Linked DNA regions of Triticum aestivum: region 1 is linked to region 2. The links are chromatin contacts, called in public Hi-C maps. All regions are on one chromosome and are shown on one strand. Each heading gives the region's core, a stretch centred on a gene start, on an enhancer-like site or on the middle of the called end of the contact. The rest is flanking DNA. Distances are from core to core; before and after follow the strand shown.

Region 1 (3,338 bases), core at 163-2,662, 450 kb after region 2:
AAGTATATCTGAATATGCCATAAATATTGTACATCCAAGTTTTGTGTCATTGATCTTACGCGAAGATTCGTGCGGCTGTTTTTTTTTCTTTTTCTTTTGATATTTGATTGAGTCCATCCTAAACACACCCTTTTTCGAACGCATGAGGTTTAGCAAAAGTGAAAAATGAGAACACCCGAACAAAGAAAATGGGGTTGGTGAAGATCACGAAGTGTAACGGGAATGCAACATAAACAAAGCGGGAGTGCTCTGCTGCCACTGACGTCTTCCTCCTCGTTGGTTTCACAGTTTCACTTACACGAATGCGGATTTTTTATTGCATAATTTTCGCTGGGATCGGTCGTACATGCGCATCGTTACAGTGCTTATACACGAGGAATTAGAGCGTAACGAGTCACATGACGGTGCAGGCGCCGGACGGGTCCTCCTCGCAGACCATCATGTAGCCGCCGCATGGATACGACGGCGGCATGGTGTACTGGGGCGCCGGCGCCGAGCACTGGCAGCCGCCGTGTCCCTGGTGGCAGCAGCAGCCGGACGGCCCCGCCGGGAACGGGTAGGGGTAGGGGCACGGGTACGGCACCGGCACCTCCACAACCTTGGGCGCCGGAGGGGGCGGCGGCGGCGGCTGTTGCTTCACCTTGACCGTCTCATCCTTACCCGGGCCCGGGGGCTTCACCTTGTCCGTCGGCGGCGGAGGCTTGGGATCCTGTTTCTTGATCGGCTCGACGGTCTCGATCTCCTTGATGATGTTGCACGCCTTGCAGCAGAGCTTGTCGCCCAGCTTGTCGGCGTCGAAGGGGCCCGACACGATCACGTGGTTCTTCTTCTCGTCGTACTTGATGTCGTCGATGATGAACTCACCCTTCTCTGCAACCAAAGATTTTTTCCTCAGCCTCGTTGCAGCTAAGAGAGACATGAACAGCTCGCGAGGAAATACGTACCCCTGATCCTCTCGAGCACCTTCCTGATCTTGGCGTGGCAGCGGCCGCAGTCGAGGTCTACCTTGACGATGATGGTCGGCATCTCTGCACGGCACGCAGCTCCCTGACCACGACTCTGGTTGAATTTTTGTCTACCTTATCTTGCTCTGGAGAGCAGAGAGAAGACGTTTGTTAATTGCAACTGATTTAGGTAGAAAAGGAAGTAATAGTAGATCAATAAACAAGAAGGCCTGATAGTAACGGTGGTGGAGGAGGAGGAGGGCAAGAATAGGGTCATCACCTTACTCTCATCCGCAGGAGACTTGCTGACGAAAATGGGTGAGAAGCCAAGCCAGGAAGAAGTCTCCATAAAAGGACGCAGCGGCACGACACTTGGCTGCACCGTCGACCACGCCCGAAAAAGCCGAGCCGCATGTCGCCTTCAAGTCTGTTACGTACTCCCTCCGTAAACTTTTATAAGAGGATTTAGGAATTGTAGTTCAAATTTCGTAACGCTACGAAAATCTTGTCGTTTCCCATTTTGCCCCTCCCTCGCCTCACTCACTCGCGATTCCCCTCCTCTCCTCACTCACTCTGAAATCCCTAGCTCGCCCGCGCCGCTCTTCCTCTGGCCCGCGCCGCTCTCCCTCTCGCCCACGCCGCTCTCCCTCTGGCCCGTGCCGTTCTCCCTCTCACCCACGCGGCTTGCCTGCGTCTACGTCGCCGCTTCTCCCTTTCGCCCGCGCCGCCTCTCCCTCTCGCCGGCTTCGCATGCGCCACCTTCTCCTGCTCAAGCCAAAGCTGGCTTTTTTACTGAAGTCCAGGAAGAGCAGCAGTAGTGCGGGGCAGACAGCCTTGTCCTGCTCGACGACGGTGGCAGCGTTCTCCGGCTCGACGACGGCGGCGACAAACGCTAGCGCTCCTCGTCTTCCTCGACCTGCAAGGAGGAGCACCGGTACTGGAGATGCGGCTGCTGCTGCCAGGTCTGCACGACGTGGAGGTCCTGCAGATGCGGTTGCTGCTCTGGCGGGCGAGGGGGAGTTCAAGCTGCCGGGCGACTTCAACTTCATCTTCATCTGCAGATCAGGTCAGACTTCATCTTCGTCCCCTTGTGTGCTCTGATTGTGTGCTTTGCTTCAGAGATGCTAAGAAAAACTTGTTCATGCTCTGCTTGTGTTCTCTGCTTCAGATTGTGTGCTCTGATGATTATTTCAATTCTGCACTTTTTTGTTAAGACAGACTTGGGATAGGATCTTCATGCACTGTAGAGTGATGATTATTTACAGAAATTAAATGATGTTCTGAACAAAAATTAGGAACATGGAGGGAGTAGTAGATGTATACAGAGCAACCAGAGCACTACTGATGATGTCACTTCATATTTTGTGTTTAGTCTTTGCTCCTGAGTCAATTTTTGCAAGAGTATTCACCAGAGATTCAAAATACTCCAGCAAGCTTCACTAGTTACTCCTACTGGTGGTTCACTATTTACTGTTAATTCACCAGCAAGCTTTCCAACAAGGAGTACTCATGAAAGTTTCGGAATGAATCTATTGATGGTTCACTGTTTATTTGCTTGATTACTGTTAATTGAAAATAGAGTACGCAAAACTAGAATATTGCTTGCTAGAGAAGAATATTTAGTGAGCATGATTGTGTAGAAATTTTTCATTTGGTACTTGGAGTAGAATATTGCTTGCTGGAGTTGCTTGCTTACTGTTAATTGAAAATAGACTAAGCAGCTAATCTAGTGTTGCTCATGGAGTAGTTGTAGAGCATGCTCCTGTCCTCTCCTTTCCTCTCCACTCTCCTCTCCACTCTTGTCCTCTCCTCTCCACTCTTCTCCATTCAGAAAACTTCAATAAATTCAGAAACTTCCATATAATTCGGAAAACTTAAAAAAAACAGAAACTTCCACATAAAATTTGGAAATTTCCATAAAGTTAAGAAACTTGCATATAATTTCAGAAGCTTGCACACTCCATTTCAAACAACACATATGGAGTACTCCATTTCAAACAACACAATATAATCCATTTCATACCTACAAATAATCCATATCCACAAACAATACAAGTCTCATGAATGCACTTCCACAAACAAGTTTCATCATAGCACTACAAGTCTCAACATACTCCACAACAAGTTGCAAGCATTGCAAGTCTTGACATACTCCACTACTCCATGATATCTTGTTCTAGAATCTCCATGGCATTTTCATAAACCTCATGGGGAAAGTGAATCCTAGGCGGTAGGATTCCTTGCCTTTCCAATCTCTCCTTGCGCAAATGTGGAATTTTGTATGAATTTTCTCCTCCATGGTTCATCACCTCTACCATGATGGTCTGAAGTGTTAGAAATATTCTGTTGAGTTTCCCGGCATCATACTCATCAAATTCTTCCTGTACACCTTGA
Region 2 (3,394 bases), core at 516-3,015:
GGCATCAGGGCTTCTGCTTTTATCCATCTGCTCATTGAGATCCTTTTCTGGGTTATCTCCCCCATGGATCTGCCCTTTTACCTCATCGCTTGAATTCTCACTCATTGAATTTACTGTTTCTTTTACGCCCAACATTTCTGTTTTCCTCGACAAATCCCCTTCATCTTCACCCTTTTCTCCAGGATTAGGGGACTCTTCACTGACAGAAGTTTTTATCACATCCATTTCTCCAGGATTAGGGGAGTCTTCACTGACAGAAGTTTTTATCACATCCTTTTCTCCAGGATTAGGGGACTCTTCACTGACAGAAGTTTTTATCACATCCTTGTCCCCGTCCTCCATGTCGCGAGGAAAGCTTACCAATCTGCAAAAATAGCCTTAAGTAAGAAGCTTGTGCATGCAAGAAACTGTAAACTTGTAAACTAAAAATGGCATGGAGTGGATGGAAATAAAATTCTGCTGGATATTCTTCAGTTAACAAGTCAAATAAAGGAGAATATCAAGGACATGTGGCACAGTGATCTCTACCATATGACAAAACACAACACATGTGTCAGAATGGAATGAACTGTTATGCAGGTTAAATTTGCATAGAGGGCATTTCTTTATTCATTTAGCTCCAAAAAAAATCGCATGGTATGGTTAGTACCAATCCTTTTCTAAAAAATGGTTAGTACCAATCAGCAACTCATATGAATGCTTTTATATTAGACTTTTAATGGTATATACAAACTAGATAGGGTAAATATGTATTGATACAGATTTGTCACCCGCTATCTCAAGAAATGGATACGGAATAGAAGAGTGCACGGTGAAAAGCCTTTGTTGTGCGTGATGAACTGCAAGATATGCACGCGATCGGCAATCAGACGCAGCGACCACAAATGCTCTGCTCGCAGGACGACGAACCATGAAGCCTGGGCAAATAGTACCTGACTGATTAACCCCCCAAATGCAGACACGTTGTATCCAATAAACCACGGGGCCAAACACCAGTACATCAACGTTACCAATCTGGCATGGCAAAGCTGTCATTAGCCAGTACTAATCCGCGCAATCACCAAACCGCTAGCCATATGCACGGTGCTAGGCATGTGCGCGCTCAAACGCATTTGCAGGTTGAGATCTCACGCGAGACAAACCCCCGGATTAATCGCACGCAGAAACGCACGGCCGCGGTGTTTGCATTCCCGACAATAAACCCGCACCTCACCTCACCGCCCAGAAACCGGATGAACGCACTGAACCAAAATAACCAACCGGCCCCAGCTCGCGGATGAAGCACCGCGAGATCCCACTCCCAGCCCCCGACATCGCGGTGCGATAAACCCTAGAGAAACCTCCCGCTGAACCGCGGCGGGCGCGAGCAGGGAACCGGCCGGGGAGCATCCCTCGCTAGATGCATCACCGATTCGAACCACACGGCGAACAAAATATCAGGACACGGCAGCGAAAAAACCGGGGGAAGCAGATTCGGACCTGAACCCTGGAGATCTCGGGCCGACGGAGACGGCGACGGGTATTAATTGCTGCCGAAACCAAGCGAGGACGGAGGAGATTGAGCGGCCGGGCGAGGCGAGGAGGGAGGGGGGATGGAGGAAGCGGGCGGCGTGAGCGAGGGTTTAGCGGTGGCGTGGCGAGCGAGAGGAGGTGGATTTTGACTGGGGCGAGATGAGGGGGAGACGGGAACGGAAATGGAAATGGGGCAGCGGCGGTGGAGAGGAGAGGAGACCCGGGGGGGGGGGGGCTGTGCGCGTGTGTGTAGGAAGCGGGAACACCGGAAACTGACGAGCCGAGGCGGAGCGGGGAAGGAAAGAAAAGCGGAAAAAGGCTGCCCGGGCGGACGCTTCTGACCACGTGGTTCGGTCGACGCAGCAGTCTGTAGACTGCTGGGGGCTTTGACCGTGGACGTGGCGTGGCGGCCCACGGACACACACCGGATACTCTCTGTGTTGCGGTCGTGCTAGAACGGGGTCTGATTTTGGTTTGGGGGGGGGGGGGGGGGGGGGGGGGGGGGGGTTGATTTTAAGCGTAAGCGTCAACTCTATGCAAAAAGCTCTAGATACCACGTTCGTATCTACACAAACCTAACACAAACTTTTTTAGGGACGGCGGAAATATGTAAAAGAAAACACATTTATATTATGGTGTTTAGCATCGTCGGAGGCCTTGTGAATGTGTGTCTCCGACGGATTTCGTGGATTTAGTCGATGGTTGTCTTTGATGGATCGGCTCGGATCCAGTCTTTGTTCATGTGTCTTCAGGTTGGATCTTTTCGATCTGAGCTTCTTCTCATCGGCGACGGTTGCTGTTCTGGTGCGTTGGTTCTATGAGGACTTAGCACGACAACTTTCCGACTATCTGCTACAACAAGTTGTGCCCGGCTCTGACAAGGGAGGGGCGATGACGGCGGCGCGCCTTCGACTCACTTCAGTGTTTGCAGTCGTCGCTAGGTGGTCTTTGACTATGGGTGTAATTTTCATTTTTTATGATGTTCATTGTACTACTGTCATGATTGAAGAATAAGATGATAGTTTCCCAAAAAAGGTAATAAAAGCATTTTTTTTTCTTTCTCATTGGTAGAAGTTTTTTTCTAATAGCTAGCATCGTCAAGCATTCAGGCTATAAAGAGTGATGCTATGCAGACGAAAACCTTTGCCCAATCTGTGGATGGACGACCATATCAATTACACCATCCATGGATACGCATTTTATGGAGATTTGTGATGCACTTCTTCTATGTCTGCCTTGAAACAAAATAAAAAGTGTTGCGCACGTTTTTAACTAAATATGACTATTCATGGCTATGTGGGTGGTCCTCTGGGACGCGTGCACAAAGATTTTTGGTTGTAATCAATAAGGTCATGCCGGCTTTAGTATAAGAACGATGACAACGACGCGTCGACGACTCGTTCTGACAACAACAATGATCTTTCGTTGATTTATGAACCTTAATATTATTTTCTGTTTGTGATACATTGTACTCCCTCCGTTCCTAAATATAAGTCTTTTTAGACATTTTAAATGGAATACAACGTACGGATGTATGTAGATATATTTTAGTGTAGATTCACTCATTTTGCTCCGTATGTAGTCATTTAGTAGAATCTCTAGAAAAACTTATATTTGGGAACGGAGGGAGTAGTTCTCATGAGACTTTATAATAAATATGAGTCCTTTTCAAAGTACAAATATAAATAGAGTCATGAGTGGCATTCCGCTTAGCCAAACCTGGTCTTTGGCTATTACCCAGCACCTACGTCGCACTCATTTCTTGGACCAGAAAAAACGCTTAGCCAAACCTGATCTTTGGCTATTGCCGTACATCGCACTCATTTGTTGGACCAAAATAAAAATAAAAAGGATCGGATATTTTGTTCGGGATTGAACCCTA

The links. A called contact is a pair of places that touch in the nucleus more often than the background predicts.
Region 1: a Hi-C map of leaf shows a contact between it and region 2, with 4 times the contacts expected there. The contact joins the promoter of LOC123165390 here to the promoter of LOC123169262 in region 2. A contact is called at or near these places in 2 of 5 Hi-C or Micro-C datasets (both in leaf).

The regions. Positions count from the first base shown.
Region 1 is chr7D:139,961,958-139,965,295 of IWGSC CS RefSeq v2.1, forward strand. It overlaps LOC123165390, which reads left to right and starts at 1,413. Exons shown (of 3, transcript XR_006482956.1): 1 at 1,413-2,010. LOC123165389 (protein PYRICULARIA ORYZAE RESISTANCE 21) reads right to left here and starts at 1,310. Exons shown (of 3, transcript XM_044583024.1): 1 at 1,225-1,310; 2 at 945-1,090; 3 at 295-870. The coding sequence starts at 1,026. The coding sequence ends at 395.
Region 2 is chr7D:139,513,137-139,516,530 of IWGSC CS RefSeq v2.1, forward strand. LOC123169262 reads right to left here and starts at 1,766. Exons shown (of 7, transcript XM_044587093.1): 1 at 1,480-1,766; 2 at 1-364. The coding sequence starts at 342. TRNAW-CCA (transfer RNA tryptophan (anticodon CCA)) reads right to left here; the gene lies at 3,386-3,394.